2 separate regions of the Gossypium hirsutum genome follow, and region 2 is linked to region 1. Evidence: chromatin contacts called from public Hi-C data. All regions are on one chromosome and are shown on one strand. The core of a region is the stretch at or near the end of the contact, and the rest is flanking DNA. Distances in the headings are between cores, read along the strand shown.

Evidence for each region. A called contact is a pair of places that touch in the nucleus more often than the background predicts.
Region 2: a contact with region 1 is called in a Hi-C map of leaf, with 3 times the contacts expected there. The contact joins the promoter of LOC107938588 here to the promoter of LOC107939754 in region 1. A contact is called at or near these places in 5 of 34 Hi-C or Micro-C datasets (hypocotyl and leaf).

What each region holds. Positions count from the first base shown.
Region 1 is chrD03:54,508,461-54,513,415 of Gossypium_hirsutum_v2.1, forward strand. LOC107939754 (ubiquitin carboxyl-terminal hydrolase 20) reads left to right here and starts at 3,311. Exons shown (of 7, transcript XM_041090633.1): 1 at 3,311-3,959; 2 at 4,046-4,169. The coding sequence starts at 3,600. LOC107939764 (DNA-directed RNA polymerase I subunit rpa49) reads right to left here and starts at 2,461. Exons shown (of 4, transcript XM_016873133.2): 1 at 1,892-2,461; 2 at 1,327-1,473; 3 at 789-1,103; 4 at 1-720. The coding sequence starts at 2,338. The coding sequence ends at 307.
Region 2 is chrD03:54,653,047-54,658,335 of Gossypium_hirsutum_v2.1, forward strand. It overlaps LOC107938588 (mitogen-activated protein kinase kinase 10), which reads left to right and starts at 3,399. Exons shown (of 1, transcript XM_041090642.1): 1 at 3,399-5,289. The coding sequence starts at 3,399. The coding sequence ends at 4,457. It overlaps LOC107938587 (heat shock factor protein HSF8-like), which reads left to right. Exons shown (of 2, transcript NM_001327418.1): 2 at 611-1,849. The coding sequence ends at 1,849.

The sequences.
Region 1 (4,955 bases), core at 2,061-4,560:
GAGACCAAATTATTCCATTGGCTACTAAATTCTCATACAACACTGTTTCTAATAAAAAACTTGAATCCAATATAAAACCCACTCAACAAAATGCTAATTCGTGGCTTTTGATATAGATTAGATACAACATCAAAACAAAAAAAATGTTGCAGACCCTTTTATCAGTTATCAATCAACTCGAATAAATAAAAACCACAAACATCGATAAATCAACATTCGGCATAGTTAATACTAGCACCGCCAAGACGAAAAACCCACCTCCATGGACCGACATCGCTGAAATATCAACTGTGACAGCTGATCCATCTATTGTCTTCGTTTTCGTCTTATATTCTGAGAAGGAAAGTTTAGAGGGACGGGAAGGGTAGCGTATAATATGCTGTTCTGATGCACAAGTTTACACCCCAGGTTCAGAAAATGTTGTCTTAAATCTACTTTACTGATTCTTAGATCCTGTGCTATATCTGATGGATCGGTTCGGAATCCATCAACATGTAAAGCGAGCACCAAGACATAACTGATGAAGAGATTGATTTTTTCACTTGCTAGTATTTTAGACTCTGGATCAGTAAACAGGTTAAGGAACCTATGATGTATAATGCTTGGGATATTATGCTTCTTTCCGGATTTAACGTGTCCCATCGAGAATTGATCCCTGAACTTCATGAGATGAGTAATATACGAAAGTATGCACGAGAGTTTCCATTGCTGTGTCTCATCCTGCAGTTAAAGGCAACGTAAGAATATATCAATGAAAAGTTTCGGTAAGTCTTTTCTCGTAGCATTACCTTAATTGCATCCAATTTTCGGATTCTGTTGCAAACAAAGTGCGGATAAGCATTGGTGGCTACTTTTTCACCACCTTGCCAAAGCTTATAAATATCTCCAAGAAAATCCCAGTCGCCTTTGAGAATAATCTTGTCGAGCGGGTAAGCTTCTAGGGGTGTAGTAGCAGAAACATTGTGTGGAGGGATGTTACGAGCAATAAGGGAACTGGTGTTTGCCAATGCCTCCTTGTCAAAGGCAACTTCCTCGATCTTCTTGTCTAAAGATTTTTGTGATTCAGAATCAACTTCCTTCTTCAAATTGATGGCGTCCTTCCTCTGCATTATACGAGATGTTAGAACCTTGTAATAGTACTAAAAGTATCATTTGGTTGTACTCATATTTACATAATAAAAAAAAAAACGATTAGGTATTTCTATGTATAACTATGAATGTAACCAATTGCATTACCACTTAAGCCGATATATCAGAAAGCCAATCAATTATATATGTGAATCTATAATTACACTTCAAGAACCAAGAAATATGAAAAGGCCAAACCTTCTTTCTCTCTCTCTTTGTTCCGTAAAGTGCAGTAAGCTCTCCCAGCTTGTCCATTCTATTGGCAGTAAGTTCACTTTTTGTGGAATTCGAAGCTTCTTCATTAGCAGTCTCGGCAGTTCTAACTCTAGGTTCCAATCTAAATATCTACAATTAAACCATGCAAAGCCGATTACATTAACTAAAAACCATAATAAACATCTTGTTCGATAGCAACATGATTTCCCTTACCACAAACATCTCCATTATATAACTTAAAGGGCCAGTAGTTACACATACACATACACATACACATACACATACACATACACATACACATACACATACACATACACATACACATACACATACACACACATACACATACATTATATAACTTAAGGCCAGTAGTTACACAAATAAGAGCATACACATACACATACATTATATAACTTAAGGAACAGTAGTTACACAAATAAGAGAATACACATACACATAGACATACATCTCCATTATATAACTTACGGCTAGTAGTTATACAAATGAGAGAATACACATACATACGTATACATAGAAAAGATGTTACCTTATTAGTAGCAATAGGGATAATTTTGAGAGTCTCAGCCTCTTTATCAAGAACCCCAAGTGAGTACCTACAAACTTGTGCAGCAGCAGCCTCACCTGTAAAACTTGACCCAACAAAATCCACATTTGACCCACCAGGGCTAACCACAACTTGAAGCCTATTACCCTTTCTTTGAGCCATGTTTCTAAAAACCTTGACCTTCGGCACCTTGGGTGAGTTGTTCTGGTTATTGGGTTCTTCTTCATCTTGTCGTTGTTGAGTTTGAGGGTTGTAACCAGATGGGAAATAAGCAACTAAAGGTGGAATCTTGTTTGGTTGGTCTTGAAAAAGTTGGATTTTTACTTGCAAATTCTCATGTTTTGCCCCACCAGGATTTTGATTACCATCTCTGCTCCTCTTTTTGGATTTTTGTGTTCTTGATTTTGAAGCAGATGGCTGTTCATCCATGGTGATCGCCTAATAGGGAAAAAAACCCCTTCCTTTGAAAGAAGAGAGAAGAGTCCGGCTATTGAAGTGTGGAGAGCAAATAATGGAAAAGGAGAGAGTATCAATCAAAGATGAAAATTGGGTATTTTGATCTTAGGGCTTATTTAGGGGTTGGATAATAATTTTGGGTTTGGAACAAGGAAAATGTGGGCTTCAAGCCCAAACTTCATTTCACCTAACTCAGTTTTATGGGTCTTAAATTGTATTTAGACACCAACTATTCAAAAAATTAAAAAAAAAATTAAAATTTATTATTAATAATGTATAAGATCTCGATTTAATTCGATTAAGTTATGTTATTTTTAAAATTTTGATTGATATACCTACCATTCTTTGTTGAGTTTATCGGTTTAGGATATTTGGGCTTGGATTTGGGTTTATCGATATAAGCTAAAAAAAATTATTTGGGTGTTATTTTGGTTAAACTCGATTATGATATTTTTTAACTAGTACAATTGGTTTTGATTTTCAGTTCAATAATATTGTCTAAATTGATACACTCATTAAGCTTTTTTAAATTGGACCGATGATTGAATCAGTCAAAGTATTTTTTTTGTTAAATTGTTTAAATAAATAATTCAAAAAATTAATAAAATTAAAAAAATGTTAAAAATCGATTCAACTAGTTCAATCATTGATTCAACCAGTTTTTTACCTCGATTCAATTGGTCTATATTAATTCCCAACTCATTCGATCTAAAATATTTATCTGAATCAATACCCGAATTAACATCTGATCAAATTTAAATAATATTGACATCAACCGATTTCCGGTTGGACCAATTAAACCACCTATTTAATTTCAACAACATTGATAAAATATAAAAAAAGAAATCTTAAATTTTATAATAAATTTCTTTAACCGACAAAGCTAAAAAGGGAAACAAAAAAAATAACCCTAAAAAAATAGAGGGTTTGACCAAAACTCAAAAGTCAAAACAATCTATTCAGTTCTCTCTGTTTATCTACCGCCTACAGTAAGCAGTCTATTTTTTTATGCAGTCAATGGAGAAGAAAACCAAAGAAATGGCGGCTTAAAAGATTTCCCTCCCCCTTTCAAAATTGTTCTCCAAGAAAACCCCATTATTCTTCTTAATTATTCCAGCAAGATTGGGGATTCCAAAGTTCGTTTCTTTTGGAGATACATAATTCTTAATCTCCTCGAAACTCCTTTTTTTTTTTTCTGTCGAAACTCGTTGCAAGCTTTTATTACCGTCTTTCTATGGAAACCCAAACGTATACTGATAAACCAAATGATCTTTCTCCTTCTAAAATCGATCAGGTTCCGTCTCTAGTGCCCGGTTCTTTATCTGGGTCATCATCTTTTTCTCCAATGGTGGCTGTTAATGATTCCCTTGATCTTGCCACCATGTTAGAAAGCTTCCTCGTAGATGAAACGGCGGTGACTCCTGAAGGTCTGAACGTGCTTTCGTTAACGTATCAACAACCCCCTTCGTCTTCTTCTGATGAATACGAATTGTCTCAGATTCTAGCTTTACTCCCTTATGATTCTAAGCAACCCCATGATCCTTGGGTTCCTTCTAATGAAGGTTTTAGAATTGCAAATGAACCAACTGGAGTGGTATGTTTATATTATTCATGTGCGTATGTATATGTTGGTTGAATGGTGATTGAATAATTGAACATTTTGGATATTGGATTTTGTAGGGTGCAGGGCTGGAAAATTTGGGTAACACATGTTTTATCAATGCCGTGTTACAATGTTTTACTCATACTGTTCCTTTTGTTTTGGGTCTTCGGTCTTTGAATCATCATGAGAAGCCTTGTCATCGTAAGAACTCTTTCCTTTAACCTTTTGTATGTGTATGTGTATATTAGGAGTGAAGCCAAAAAATTACTTTAGGGGCCAGAAATGAATAATAACTTTTTGGGGGTCAAAGTATAATTTTACCATTATACTAACTTCTGATTTGACAAAACTTGAAGGGCCTCTGTAGCAAATTTACCATTTTTGGGGGGCCAAGGCCAGTGCCTGCCCCCTGTCTTCGCCTTTGGTGTATATGTATATACATGTATATGTATGTGTATGTGTATGTGTATGTGTACAAGTACGTACATCGCAATGCAACATAATTCTAATTATGTCATGGACATGAAGGATATGAGGGATAGATGATTCTTTTCGTAAATGTGTTGTTGTTGGTGGTATGATTTGCAGCCTAGTGAATTCTATATGTATTTGTATGTATATATGTACGTATATTGCAATGCAACATAATTCTAACCATGTCATGGACATGAAGGATATGAGGGATAGATGATTCTTTTCCTAAATGTGCTATTGTTGATGGTATGATTTGCAGCCATGTGAATCCTATATGTATATGTGTACGTGTATGTGTATCCTTTCGGGGTTTCTAACTATTTAGTTTTGTTGGATTTGTCAGGGAATATTAATAGCTTTTGTTTACTTTGTGCTGTTCATGATCACATTGAGCTTTCATTGAATTCATCTGGAGGAGTTGTTTCACCATCTAAAATTTTTGACAATTTGAGCTGTATCCTTTTCTTTTTATTGTTTTTATTTTATCATTTGCTTGTTAATTTCTGGTTAAAT
Region 2 (5,289 bases), core at 2,149-4,648, 140 kb after region 1:
AATACAGTAAAACCAATGGTTTTCTTGGCGGTGTAATATTTTTATACCATGTGCACTGTGTTGTGTTTATGACATGATCCTGCACTGATTTCCTTTTGAGTTGAGTTATATGTTTCTTTGTTTATGATGTTCCAAATGTAGGTGCCACATCAAATGCATGTTTTCTTAATATAAACAGTGAATACTGATCCTGATTGATAGTTTAATCATTTTGCTGGAATGGAGATGGGAAATCTGTGGCATCCAACAAGTGATTGTCCGTGGGAAATGGGAAATGTTTTTTTCACTTACAAAGTTTTGGTGAAAATGTATATAAAATGGTGTTAATTGTCTGATACTTGCACCATGACTCAGAAGCTGAGACAAGTTGCTTGCAGCTGCTGAATTCTGAAACCAAGTATGATTTATTGTTGAATGGTATTGCCTTGAAAGCTTTGGCATTTTAAGGGAGAATGGAATCATATGATGGACATGAAATCTATTCTTCTAATTGGCAGTGACATTTGCTTCATACCTACTTTAGTTACTTAGTGTTATGTTTTAGTAACAATTATTCTGAGTGATCTGCTTTTCCCCAAATTATTTTGTTCTTGTCCCTGTGTTTTTACAGGGTTTTCGAAAAGTTGATCCAGACCGTTGGGAATTTGCAAATGAGGGATTTTTAAGAGGTCAGAAACACCTACTTCGAAACATTAGCCGGCGAAAGCCAGCTCATGGCCACGGTCATCAGCAGACACAGCAATCACATGGACAGAGTTCATCTGTGGATGCCTGTGTTGAGGTTGGGAAATTCGGGCTTGAGGAAGAGGTTGAGAGGCTTAAGAGAGACAAGAATGTGCTTATGCAGGAACTTGTTAGGTTGAGGCAGCAGCAACAGGCTACTGATAACCAGCTGCAGGTCATGGTGCAACGTCTTCAGGGGATGGAGCAGCGTCAGCAGCAGATGATGTCATTCTTAGCAAAGGCTATGCAGAGCCCTGGCTTTTTGGCTCAATTTGTCCAGCAACAAAATGAGAGCAATAGGCGCATAAGTGAAGCCAACAAGAAAAGGAGGCTCAAGCAGGATGGTAATGATACTTCTGCTGCATCTGATGGACAGATTATTAAATATCAACCTTTGAATGAGGCGAAAGAAATGCTGAGGCAGATTATGAAAGGGGATTCCTCTCCCAGGCTGGACTCCTTTAACAACAATCATGAAAATTTCCTGATCGGTGATGATGTGTCTGCATCCAGTGGATTGGATGGTGGTAACTCTGCAAGCCGTGTTTCAGGGGTGACTCTTAAAGAGGTCCCACCAACTTCAGGGTGTTCAACGTATGTGCCAGCTACTTCATGGATTCCAGGGCATAGTCCCTCAGCTGCAATATCTGAAATACAACCTTCCCCATGTACAACATCCTCCGAAGAAATTACAACATCGCGATTTCCAGATATGAGTGCACTTGTTGGAGCACAAAAGCCAGCAGCCATGTCCATTCCTCAGACAGATATAAGTATGCCTGAGGTTTCTGAAATGCCGGAAATGGTCCAAGAAAGCATTGTTGATATGCCAGCAGAAAATTACGTGGAATCTGAAACTGGGAATGGTGGATTTATCGATCCCTCTACATTAGTTGTAAATGGCTCAATTCCCTTACAACTTGATGACCTTCCTGACATAGATGCCTTTTGGGAAGACCTTCTTGTGCCAAGTCCAGGGCCTGAGGATATTGAATCAACGCCAATGGATAGTAAAGGCGAGGGAAATGAAGGGCAGCCAATGGACAAAGGATGGGACGAATCTCAGTATATGGATAATCTTACAGAACAAATGGGTCTTCTTGGATCTGATAACAACAGGTCATAAGCCTTTGTACCAAAATGTACATTACCTTTCATTTATTTTAGGTAAACGCGAAAGTTATATTTGTTTACTTTTATAATCACATGATCCTCTTATTTTAGGCGTCAGAAAATGATTAATGCCTTCATTATCTCTTTTTATCTCTTTTTACTGTTAAAAATTGGTCCCTGTGTGTTAGAATGAGGTAGACGTGGTGTTATTTGATTATTTTGTCAGTCATGTCAGTTTTTGACAATAGAAATGGATGAAATTTTTAATAGAAAGGACCAATTTGCTCTCTAATTTAATGTATAGAGACTAATTTGTTCAATTTTTGAGTAAAGGAGTAAAATGCAATTTGGCTCTTAATTCAAGTGTCTCCATGATACTTTTACCTTTTATGTATATATAGCCTGGCATGGGTTTCTGTTTGTGGCTTGTTCCATGAGTGTTCCTATCAGTTTAACTGTTACAATGTTGGATTATTTTTGTAAATGATTAGAATATGATTGTATCAAGCATGAAATCTGTAGAAAATTAGACATTGCACAAGACCCTCATTTCCTCTTCTTTTTTTTTTTCTTTTTTCTTTTTTTAAAAATATTAAAAAATATATTTTTAGACACAAAAAATGTAGTTTAAAAGGGGCACATTATGCAATATTACACTGCATATACATTTGTTCTTATTCTTTGGGGCAGGCAATGAAAGGCTTTTAGATAGTAGGACTATTGCATGAAGTTGATACTTGATTGTCTTATATTCGTAACTTTTTGAAGTTTGATTTATTTAGCAAGCTTTTGTTATAGTTGTTAATGGGGAATAAGGACTGCTACATGGTTTGGCCTTCCATTTCGCGTTGTGATCCTATTAACTCTCTCACCTTACCTTACTACTAATATTTGCTTACATCCCTTGTGTGGTTAAAGTTTTTTCTTTTGGTTAATTACATTAGATGTCCCCGAACTATGCTTTCGATTTTAATTTATTTCTCAAATGCCAAACGTATATTGGTAGTGTATCAATCAAGTCTTTCTATTAGCCTATTGTATCATGGTGCATATTTAGAATATGTGGATCAAAGTTTAAACATGTTTATACCTGGACAACTTGTGTCTAGTATGTTAAAAAAATAGATATTGTATTAAAATTTAGGAGGGTTATTTTTTTTAATATGATAGATCTAAGCTATCCATGCGTACGTATATATATATGTCTTGAATTTGATCCTTGTATTTTAAATGTTTCGAATTAGCATGTAATGTCTAAGCTAACAGCTAGGTCAATGGAGGACCTACTTAAAATCTATATTATAGTTTAGGGACCTCTTGTCTAATTATTATTATTATTATCATTATTTGCTGAAATAAAAATCTCTTCCCCTTATTTTTCATTTGAGATCTTAATTTTAGAAGCACATGTTTACTGTTTAACGATTATCCATGAAAATTGGCATCTTGTTACTAGAGAGAATACATTTATATCTTACAAAAAAAACCCCAAAAAAAGATAAAAAGACACGTGTTAGTACCAGAACTAACAAAGGTTCACATAACATACAGTTCCATAGATCATGGAGTTATCACTGCCCAGCATAACATCTCTTGTATTTATACTTCTTAGATTGATTTTGATCTATCATTCATTATTGTTTCTTACAAGTGTGAAAATGGCACTAGTTAGGGAGAGAAGGCACCAACAGGGACTCCGATTATCTCTACCACCATTGCCGGCAGCCGATTTCCTGCAACAGTCTCATTACACGGCATTGCTATCTGCCATTGGTCCAACATCTCCAGACATCGAAAGCCTCTCTGACCTTGAAAGGCTCTCGGTTATCGGCCATGGCAATGGTGGCACTGTTTACAAAGTCCGGAACCGTAAAAGCTCATCTGTTTACGCGTTGAAAGTGCTTCGTTTTGATCAAAACACCGCCATAAGACATCAAGCGGCATGCGAAGCTGAAATCTTGAAAAGGGTTGATTCGCAATTTGTTGTGAAATGCTTCGCGGTGTTCGATACTATTGGAGGAGAGCTTTGTTTCGTAATGGAACATATGGAAAGAGGATCGTTATACGACGAACTTCGGGTGAGGGCAAATTTGCCTGAAGATGTAATTTCGGGGATAGCCCGAAGTGTCTTGCGAGGGTTACAATACCTACATGGAATGCAAATCGTGCATGGTGATATAAAACCATCGAACCTATTGATAAATGGGAAAGGAGAAGTGAAGATTGCAGATTTTGGAGTGAGTAAGATTGTCGTAGGCACACGGAATGCCTACGATACGTTCATGGGAACATGCGCTTACATGAGCCCTGAGAGGGTCGATCCTGAGAGGTGGAATGGGGGTAATGCTGATGGTTTCGTTGGCGATATTTGGTCGCTAGGCGTGGTGGTGTTGGAATGTTGTGTCGGTCGTTATCCGTTAATTGGTCTCGGAGAAAAACCCGACTGGGCAGCATTGATGTGCGCTATATGCTTCGGAGAAAGGCCGCAGATGCCGGAAACGGTTTCGCCATATTTTAGGAGCTTTGTGAGAAGGTGTCTGGAGAAAGATTGGAGAAACAGAGGGACAGTGGATGAGCTTCTTCATCACCCTTTTGTGAATGGCACTTTTGAATTGCGATAAAGGATTCGTCAATTTTGAGGGCCTTTTTCTTTGTAGTTTTAGGGTTTCTCCAATCGTTTGATCAGAGGCTTATTTTGGGGGTTTTCAAATTAACGAGTTTTTTCAATTTGCATCGAAAATTAAGAGCACTAATTTGCATTTGTGACTGCAAATCTAAACCCTGTATTTAACTTTTTTACTTGGAGAAATAAATTACACCTAAATAGGTTTTAGTTGAGCACTAACAAAGAAGAGATATACTGTAGAAAAGTTAAAATCAAAGTTTTTTATTTAAATTATTTGAGTATCAATCTGTTTGGTTCAATTAAATAATTGAAATACAATATTAAAAAAAATTATCAAAAATAATTTAAAAATCAATTAAGTTTTTAATTAAATAGTACAATCAATCATGATAATTGACTTTTTTTAAAATTTTGATGATGTGACAACTAATATAGCAGAATTTTTAATTTGGCTTAATTTGTGATTTGACTTCCCAAGTATATTTATTTTTTCACTTTGATACCTAAGCTTTTTTTTATCCCAATTTGATACTTAAAATATTCTTCTATCATGATGTTTAGTCTAAAAAGTTAATTGACGTTAAAAGAAATTTCCAACAAATTAGAGAATGCCACATGGTGGCTTATATATTTTCATAAAAAAATATTTTTTCACTTTAGTTTTCATCAGCTTTTGATGTTTATATATTTTGTTAGTTTAGTCTTAGTTTTAAAAAATTTAATAAATTTAATCTCGGCATTTACAAAAACATTATGAAAAACATTAACGATGTGATTAATTATCCTTAACTACTTACTTTTGAAATTGACAGGGACTAAATTGCTTA